Regions from separate parts of the Mus musculus genome. Here region 1 is linked to region 2. The links are chromatin contacts, called in public HiChIP or PLAC-seq maps. All regions are on one chromosome and are shown on one strand. Each heading gives the region's core, a stretch centred on a gene start, on an enhancer-like site or on the middle of the called end of the contact. The rest is flanking DNA. Distances are from core to core; before and after follow the strand shown. Region 1 overlaps Blm (Bloom syndrome, RecQ like helicase). Region 2 holds the start of Hddc3 (HD domain containing 3).

Region 1 (4,979 bases), core at 523-3,022, 150 kb before region 2:
TCAAATAGCCATCTGTAATTCAAAGAATGTATTTTATTAAGAACTCTTAGCCTACATTTTCCTGATGTGGGTTTTGGGGTGGTTTGTTTGTTTGTTTTACTATAAATAAAGGGATTTCTTTTTTTGGCTAGTGATCATCATAGTTCTCTTTCCTATGCACATGTGTGTGCCTGTACACCTGTCTTTTTCCTCATTGCTGAGTTGAGGAATTATGACTGCTGCACTCTATAAGGTTAATCATTGCAAAGAGTTGGCTACAGGGTTACGAATCATACCATCTCAGTGTGACAGCTGGTTTGACTTTTCTTCTAAAGAATGTCATTGCAGTGTTGATAACCATTGCCCAGCTGTTCACCTTGTTCTAACCAACAGTTACCATCACAGCAATGAGACCTGTAAACGTAGCCAGGCCGACCATTGTGGTGCAGACCTTTAAGCCTCAGCACTTTCAGAGGCAAAAAGAGGTTCCTCTCTGTCAGTTAGAAGCAAGCCTGGCATACAAGCAAATTTGGGGCCAGCTCCAGTTACACACACAGACAACATGGTCTTTTTTACAGATAGAGGAGATGAAACATAGAAAATGGAACAGTGGAGAGCCTTTTGTAGTTTTTCTTGACACAGAAGCATCTTGCCATAGCACAGGCTAGCTTCAGATTTGCCGGATGGCAAGGCTGCCTTGAATTCCTAAACCTCCTTTCTCATCCTCCTGCCAGCTAGGATTCCTCATATGTATGCCACCACACCTAAGTGGGAAAGCTATTTTGAGTTGCATTTAATGTTAATTTTTAAAAATATGTGTACTAGCTAGATGTGACACATGCCTATAATTACCAGTACTTTAGAAGCTGAGGGTACAGGAGGGTCACAAGTTTGAGACTCAAAAGTGAAACTCTTGACTCAGAAAACAAAACTTAAAAATAAAAATGGTGCATTGATTGTTATGGTGAGGTATTTGTTTCTTTTGGAAAGTGTGATATATGACTTATAAAATATGAAACCTAAGCACGATCATATCTGATTAATGTATAAATAAAATGAAATTTAAATTATTACTCTTAACTTAGATTCCAGCTACATATCTGACAGGGGATAAGACTGACTCAGAAGCTGCAAATATTTACCTCCAATTATCCAAAAAAGACCCAATCATCAAGCTTTTGTATGTTACTCCAGAGAAGGTTCGTATTTATCTCACTCTCTTCAGTGTAATATTGCAACGCACTCAAATACATATATTTGAAGAACTTGGTGATAATTTTTATATACATTAATGAATTCTTGTATAACCTTCACTCCAGACCACAGATGGTAAAGTCTTCTCTGCCTCCTGTGTTGTTTGTTCTTTCTCCAGTTTGTTGTGAAACACTTAATTGACAGTGAGTTGCAGATCTGCCATTTTACCTCTCCTTTACCTCACTCTGCATTTCCTGACTGTATAGCACTCCCTTAGGAACCACTGTAATTTACCCGTCAGGAAATGTACAGTGACACATACTGTTACTTAAGCCATTAACCTTTCAGTAATGACCTTTGTAAAAAAGGGAAAAAAAGAAAACCCCTATTTCATCTCCTATCTAAACAGTTTCATTATTTTGACATTTTGAAGCATAAGGGCCAGTTTTGGGGACTGTGCCTCAATTTGAATTTGCCTTGTTTCCTGCTGATTAAATCCCTATTCCTCACGTTGGCAGGGATGCCACAGATGTGCTGTGTGCTATCAGAAGACAGTTGGCAGTGACTCATCCCATTACCAGTGGTGGTCACTGGCCAATCACTCGATCAAAATAGCATTGCCAGGCTGCTGCTCGCTGGGCTTAACGTTTCCTTCCCCTTCCAGCTGCCTAGTGAGCAGTTGCTCTGTTGTAGGAGGTCTCAGACTGTACAGACACCGTGGCAGACATCAGAGCCTCCCCACAAGCTTTAGCATCGTTGATGATTTGTTTCTTATTATTACTATGATGAGTGCCAGGTTGAGTTTACTGATACAATCCATCCTGGCTTTATGAAAGCCTTGCCTGATGCTGCGTATTTATCAGTGTGAACTTGTGGGTTCTTTATTAGTTTAGTAAATTATAATCATTTTCACTATGTATTTTGATGTTCTAATTGCCTATGTTCAACCAGTGAGGACGCTTCATCAACCTGACTTCTGTGTCTTATGTCCCTGTTAAGATATGCTTGTTATTGGCACATAGCTATCTATATGTGTAATACATAGAGTTCTTCCCCAATAGTATGCACATACCAAACACACATCTAAACTCCCGTTATCAGGCTGGCGGTTGCTCATGGGGAATGTGCCTAAGGACCTAGAACCAACCACCTTAACTCTGAATTCACGCATATACATCATTGTGTGCACAGACCCACCCTACACATGCACAAACACAAAATGAATACATGTAAAAAAATGTAAGTCCTGTAACCAGAGTAAACATGTGGTAACTCTCAGAGCTACTAGCCTGATAAGTAAAGCTGTTGGATGTGGATGAGGGCATTGAAGTGTCTGGATTGCCCTTTGCTTTTCTGCTCTCTTCACAGACTGAGGACAGAATCACTCGTGTGTGAGTAGTTCTAACAGGGAGTGACGATATTCATTCAGATGTGTTTACATCTCTCGTGTATCTCTATTCTAGGTCTGTGCAAGTAACAGGCTGATTTCTACTCTGGAGAATCTGTATGAGCGGAAGCTCTTGGCACGTTTTGTCATTGATGAAGCGCATTGTGTGAGTCAGGTAAGTTTCTCTTGGGATATCAGTGTGTTTATACCACCAGTAGTGCTCAGAGCCACAGCACTGAAGAACAACCCACAGTGGCTGACTGATCGCTCTGCTGCTTCACTGGAGAATAAAGTGCATCTTATATATCGACCCGAGAGATACAAATAACCTGAAAGCAACATTTTTTTTCCAATTAGTGGGGTCATGATTTTCGTCAAGATTACAAAAGGATGAATATGCTTCGCCAGAAGTTTCCTTCTGTTCCAGTGATGGCCCTCACGGCCACAGCGAACCCCAGGGTCCAGAAGGACATCCTCACTCAGCTGAAGATCCTCAGACCTCAGGTGTAAGTCGGTGAAGGTTGTGGGTTCCATTTTCTGATTCTGTACATTAGCATCACCTGTAGGGCTTTATCAAGCCAAGTGTCCAGATGTGCCCAAGGACAGCTAAATCAGAATATTTGAAATTGGAAGAATTTTTTTTTTTTTATTCTCAGTGCAGTAAAATTTGGGAACAAAATCTGGGTTTTTTTCTTTACTTAATAAAAGAACAACTCTAGAGCACTCTAGACGGCAGCACACATAAAGGCGCCTGCAGCCAGGGCTGACCGCCTGAGGTCAGCCCCTGGTATCTTTGAGAGAGAGAGAACTGGCACCTTCTGCCTGTTGCCCAAGCAAGCCCTGATAAACAAGCAAATAAATAGAAACAAAAGGAAAATCATCCCACCCTCTGCTTTAGAAGTGAGATAAATCAAATTCGGTCCTGGGTAACCCTGTTGTAATCCTTTTAACAGATTACATTTTGTGTATCTTACTTTGGCTTCCACACTCCACGTGCCTTCATGGAATGAGCAGGTAACCCTGCTTTCTCATCTTAAAGTCTCTAGTCCATGCACGATTTGAGAGCAGTCTAGAACCCTCTTAGCACAGCACTTTCACTTGAATTTCATCTCAGCACGTGCATCTTGCTACCTCCAAATCCATAACTAATTGGTAACAAAGGCACTAAAAATATTTGCCTATATACATTTAGGTGGTGCTAGGCTGTTGTACCTCCACCTGAGTTTGTCCATGCTTTCTGTGTTGTTAATTTGCTCAGCAGATACTTAACATGTTTGTACAGTGAGTTTTTTTCTGAGGTTCAGGGAGATTGCCTAAGGGAGTAAAGGCTGAACAGAATATTGAGGTGAATTTGTATAAATTTAATGACTTATTTTTATTTTATGTATATGAGTGTTTATCTGGGCACCACATGTGTCCCTGGGACCCACAAAAGCCCGAAGACATCGGATCCCTGTTGATCTGACTTTTATATACCATTAATGACCATACTTGAATGCAAGAATTATTGAGTTTTCAGAATTTTTTTGTGTATAATCACAAATTTGGAATGGAATGTTTTAATTTAATGCCACTTGTAGTGAGGAATATTTATGTAAATTTGGGGTGAGAGAATACATTTTGTTCTCATATTATGTGCGCTAATACTATATTTAAGATTAATGTTATACTTTAGGTTCTAATAAATACTGAATGCTAGAAATTTGTTTCTAGAAATGCTATGCTTCCTATAAAATGTTGTATTTCGATTCTTCTATCTGCACCCCTCATGGTTTTTATTGAGATGGGGTATAGAGTCTTAGAGTCTTGCTATGAAGCCCCAGTTGGCTTGAACTTAGAATTTAGACTAGGCTGTCCTTGAACTCTTGGCAATCTGCCTGCCTCATCTTCCCAAATTGCTGTGATTACAGATAAATCCCACCATGCCGGATTCTGTATATTCTCTCTGTCTCTGTGTGTGTGTGTGTGTGTGTGTGTGTGTGTGTGTGTGTGTGTGTTCATGTAGGTACTTAGGTTTGTACCTGCATGACTTTGAAAGCCAGAAATCAACCTGTCAACCTCAGGAATTGTTCCTTAGGAGACAGCCACCTTGGTTGGTTTTTGGAGGCAGGATTTCATTGTTGTGGATGGAGTTCACCATGTTGACTAAACTGGCTGGCCAGAAAGATCCAGGCATCCACCTGTTTCTACAATCCAGTGCTGGGATTACACGTGGTAAGCAAATGCTGTACCACTGAGCTATCTGTCAGTTAGTTATATTAATTGGCAAAAGCCCACCGTTAAAAGAAATTGTGTAAATTCCCTTACATATGAATGATGTTTTTGAAAATATAGGACTTATGTTTTATGTTTGAATGAACAGTGCACATATTTATCTAGAGACAGACACCTTGAATATCTTTTCCTGGAACTGTGGGAA
Region 2 (4,672 bases), core at 727-3,226:
CATTGCTGTTTTGTTTGTGAAGATTCTGTAGTTCTGGTTAGCTGGGGCTGAAGAATCAGCTGTGATTAACAAGATACCAGAACTACCAAGCAAAAACTTTGCATTACTGGGACTATTGATGCTGGTTAGCTGGAGCTAAGAAATTAGCGGTGATTAAGAAGAGACCAGCATCATTGAGGTGACATCTTCTGGGAAGTGTTTTCTGAAAGCACAAAGAGGCAGTGTTCCAGAGATGGCCAAGGATGTACTCCTGCTGCAGTGGGACTTGGTAATATGTAAGGGTCACCCAGGTGGTACTGGTTTTGAAGGCATGAAGGGGTCACGCAAAGCAGCTGAGGTTCGGTACTGTGAGAGGCCATGGAAGGCCATTGGTGAAGGTGCAGCCTCAGTTGCAATTGAAGGCCCAGGACTGAAGGGGTCATGCAGTGTTTTGGAGATGCCAGTACCATGAGATGACCACCAAGAGCAGCAGCAGCAGTGGGGTACAGGCATCTGGAGCCTAGAGGACGATGCGTGTGCTACAAAGGGCCTGGCTGGAGAAGTTACCCAAGCCCTTGGAGGAGCCCAGAAGATCGTGAGTTGGATCCCAGACATTGGACGGTTGGAGATTGACTTTTGCTTTTGATTGTGACTGTGCCCTGATATTTTCCCTCTTGAAGGAAGAAACTGTTTTAGTGGAGCCCACAGTTAAGAGACTTTTAATTGTAAAAAGACTTTGGATTTTAAAAGAGATGGATATTTTAAAGAGATTGAAATTTTAAGAATATGTAAAGGCTGTGGGACTTTTAAAGTTATTTAGATCTTGGGGATGAATAAGATTGTAAGGGTTGAGGCTTACTAGTGATGTTTTTGTGTGTCAAGTTGACAAGGGGTCAATTGTACTGGCTAATTTTGTGTCAACTTGACACAGCTGGAGTTATCACGGAGAAAGGAGCTTCTGTTGAGGAAATGCCTCCATGAGATCCAACTTGCTTCTTGGTCATGATGTTTGTGCAGGAATAGAAACCCTGACTAAGACAGAGGTTTAGTCGGAGGTGTTACGACCACCCCTCCCCACTCTACCCCCCGACTTATTTCTGGGAATCTAACCAACCTGTATTTTCAGAAGCTGGCCATCCCCTCCCCCTCTCTCCTCAGAGCCAGTAGGAGAGCATACCTGTAGGGGTGCAGCGATTCAGGTCCCTCAGATTGTATAGCTTGTCTGCCAGCTTCACCAGTTTGGCCCCTGGGCTGCTGTGTGGTGCCTGCTCCACCTGTTGCCGCTTTCTTTCCAGTTTGGGCAGAGTCTTGTCATCTGTTACCTCCTCCACCAAGCGTCGAACCTGTGCTCCAAAGTGCAGCTCTACCTCATCCAGGGTAGTATCTGTGTCTTCTACTGTGTCATGGAGCAGGGCGGCCTGGGGATAGGTTACCATTCAGCCCAGTGACACTAACCTACTAGCCAAATAAATAGCACCCATTGTTCAACAGTACTCTGGTTTCCCGCACCAGCCTCCTGGCAGAGAAGGGTAGCCTTACCTGTAACACCACAATATCAGTGATTCCAGCCTCATGGGTTAGGATCCGGGCTACACCTGGCAGGGGCAAAGCAGAAGTCAGTCTAGAAGGAGCCAGATGTAGCACCTCACCAGCTGGATGACCTTGGAAAGTCCCTTACCCTCTTGGGATATCGACTGTACCAAGGGAGCACTCCTGCCTTCTACCCCAGGTGAGGCTTACACGCATAACGCATGAAAAGTGGTTGATACAACGCTTGGGACTCGAAGAAGGCGCTCAGTAATTTATATGCGCTTTGTGTTCCCGTCCCAGTTAGTCCCCACCCGCCACGGGCCGCGAGGGCTGCTTCCCAACTGGCGCGCCCACCGATGGGGTGATTAATGTAGGGAGTCCCTTCAGGATCTTTTCGTCGCTGCTGTCGGTGTTTGTGAGCGGCGAAGTCAGCAGCCTCCAGCAGCTGAGCTGCCTCCGAGCCCATTGCGCTGGTGGCGCGAGGGACTGAAGCTTCGGAGTCCGAACAAATCACCTATAGCGCCGCCTGGCGCTTCGGAGGCTCGGAGAACGGAACTATTTCTAACAAGCTGTAATTCATTCATCCCCCCTCCCCCAACGTGTGTGCGCGTGCGTGTGGATTATAGAGGCTATAAGTCTCCACCTTAGTTTTTGGAGACAAAGACTCTCCTTGAACCTGTAGCCCAGGTATTTAGCAAGACTAGCTACCGAACGAGTTTCAAGGAGTCTCCTGTCTCTGCCTCCACAGTACAACAGGCGTAGGTTGCCATCCCCAGCTTTTTTACCTGGCTATTGCAATAATCTGAAAGAATGCAAGTCCTTATTCTTGTGCAGCAAGCACTTTACCCACTGAACCATCATCCCATTCTCAACGGAGGTTCTTTAAAGACCGAGATCCTGGATATAGAAGTTTTCAACAATCACAGCGGCTGGTGCAGCGTTCTCCCCACCATGCCCCAGGACGTAGTAGAACTAACAGTCTTTGCAGAAAAGGGAGACAAAACCAAAAGTGATAGTTTCACAGAGTGCTGGGTACAGAGCTGGAAGGCACGGGTGGCCGTGGGATCGTGGGGGGAAAGCCCATTTTATCTAGCCTGGGAGGCAGAGACAGCGTCTTCCACGAGAAAAAGGCCATCTACAGCCTGGCACAACACCCAGACCGTTTTCAACGTGCTCCAAACATCGCTCTCCTCACAGGGTCAGTCTCTGTTATCTTGGGCATCTGAACCTAACATCTTGGCCCTAGAGATGCTAGGATTTGACCTGGAGAGTTGGATCTTGCTTAATTGCTTCAGATGTGGGCTCCTGGGACACAACACTGTTTCTACAGAAACCGTTTGCATTCATCTCTTGAATCATGAGGGAGCCTGCTTCAGTCCCCAGACCTCTGCTCTGGGCCCTTGAGGTAGTGAGTCTTGTCCCCGCGGTTTCAGGAGCATAGTGTTGCCTAGCTTGGGTAGGCACTGGAACAATCCTTCTCTCTTTACCGGCCATCGAGCTTTGGATCTTCTGGAGAAATCCCGTCTTGGCGTTGGCAGCTCTGAAGTATGAGGGATAAGCAAGACCTTGGCATCTCCCCAAAGGGTTCTGAGAAGTGGAGACAGCCAGCTGCTAAGTGTATTCCACCAGGCAGGTAGCTTTTGTGTCTGGGCTGGCAGCTGGGGAGATAAGGCTCAGGGGAAAGCCTAATGACTGGACTCTCTGACAGGCTTGGTGGTTGCCATGGCGCTGCAGTTACAGAGGGATGCCCCACAGGCTGAACAGAGGTCTCTGGGGTCTAAAATGGAATAATCCATATCCCCCAAGGTGTCCGTGCAGCCTAGAAATTGAGGAATGGGTAGATAGAAACACAGTTGGCTTCACACGCTCATTTCATTTCTTTCTTTCTTCTTTCCTTTCTTTCTTTCTTTCTTCCTTTTTGACAATGGCTCAACTTTTTCTCTCCTGGCATTCCTTTCCTCCCTTCTGCTTAGGAAATCATAGGCAGTTTAGAGCCAAAGGCCTCACATTTCCCAGCAGATGATAGGACCCAATCACTCTCATCTCTCCACAAGCTTATAATAGAGGAGTTTTCACCCCTGCAAATCTTGGGACTTTAATTTCAGCTTCCTTCTTGTCTGTAGCCAGGGCTTAGAACCCCTGTTGGATTCCTAGGACTACGACTGAGGTGGAGGCGACTTCTTATGGGCCTCCAGGGGAGAGGTCCAGGGCTCCTGCTGACAGGCCTGTGTGGGGGACTGCTTTTCAGTTGGATGAATCTTGCCCAGCCAACCGACCTCTCAGGTATAATACTTTCCCTATCCTCTGAGGGTGACTTGGGGTACGGGAGATCTGATGGTGAGGGGTGGAGAGAGCCTCCTCTTCTCTTCTCTTTGGGACTTGGACCCCATTTTGCACTTTGAGCAGGGTGAAGGGGATGTGGGTAACCTCCCTTCTCTATAGACGTCTTGCTTCTCTCCAGCCCTGGCTCACCACCCCCATTTGTGCCAGACTACACGGGATGCAGAAGGCGGCCACTACCCTGGTTTTTTCTGTCCGCGCCTCTCTGACACTCCCGAGGAAGCCTACTGTTGCCACCTGCAGGCTGCCGGGGGTTCCTGCTGTACCCTGGATGAATTTGAGGCCCTGTACCAAGTTAACTTGTCTTCGCTTCAGCCACCACCCATCCTCAGGTAAGAACTCTAGTCCCGGATTCGCAGAACACTGGCAGAGTGCTCCCGTGTCTTGGGCACTGTCCTTGAATTCTGCAGTGGGAGACTTGTAGCTTCCAGATTAGTGGAGAGGAAGTCACTAAATCATAATTACAACCAATGCTGTAAATGAAAACAAGTAACAGAAGCTGCTTTGTCTTAAGGGGTTTGGACGGTGTTAATAAAGAGGATTTGTTAATCTTGGACACATTGTAGTAGGAGGTTTAATTCTGAATCTGCCGCGTTTGTCTTCAAGGTACTTGCGAGCTCCCAGATTTGTATGCAAAATATGTGTATGCATCTGTATTTATCCCCTGCTCTCGTGGGACTCTGGGCTCTGCAAACCCTGACTTGTAGCAGCCAGTAGACAACCTTGAGTCTCTCCTGTCTCCCCAGGGGTCCAGGCCCGCTCCTAGCACTGGGCATCTACACTCTACTGCTGATGGCACTGATGACTACAGATTTCGTGCACT

What was found. HiChIP or PLAC-seq counts read pairs in DNA pulled down with a chosen protein or histone mark.
Region 1: a contact with region 2 is called in an H3K4me3 HiChIP or PLAC-seq map of bone marrow-derived macrophages, with 2.8 times the contacts expected there. The contact joins the enhancer-like site here to the promoter of Hddc3 in region 2. A contact is called at or near these places in 13 of 39 promoter capture datasets (the 3T3-L1 cell line, 3T3-L1-derived adipocytes, the C10 cell line and 9 more), 1 of 484 Hi-C or Micro-C datasets (bone marrow-derived macrophages), 1 of 115 datasets of contacts at active chromatin or transcription factors (bone marrow-derived macrophages) and 4 of 9 other capture datasets (adipose tissue, liver, macrophages and 1 more).

Annotation. Positions count from the first base shown.
Region 1 is chr7:80,492,189-80,497,167 of GRCm38.p6, reverse strand. Blm (Bloom syndrome, RecQ like helicase) reads left to right here. Exons shown (of 22, transcript NM_001042527.2): 10 at 1,065-1,178; 11 at 2,637-2,735; 12 at 2,918-3,066. Among named protein-coding and RNA genes, the nearest start is that of Blm, 40 kb to the left of the region's middle. Within about 2 kb of position 1,772, at least 38 of the 459 cell types and tissues checked have an H3K27ac peak or open chromatin away from gene starts, as enhancers often do. A contact at or near this core is called in the HPC-7 cell line, bone marrow-derived macrophages, hematopoietic stem and progenitor cells and 1 more, where this site is marked.
Region 2 is chr7:80,340,441-80,345,112 of GRCm38.p6, reverse strand. It overlaps Hddc3 (HD domain containing 3), which reads right to left and starts at 1,976. Exons shown (of 4, transcript NM_026812.2): 1 at 1,864-1,976; 2 at 1,519-1,574; 3 at 1,157-1,397. The coding sequence starts at 1,975. It also overlaps a transcript of Unc45a not described here.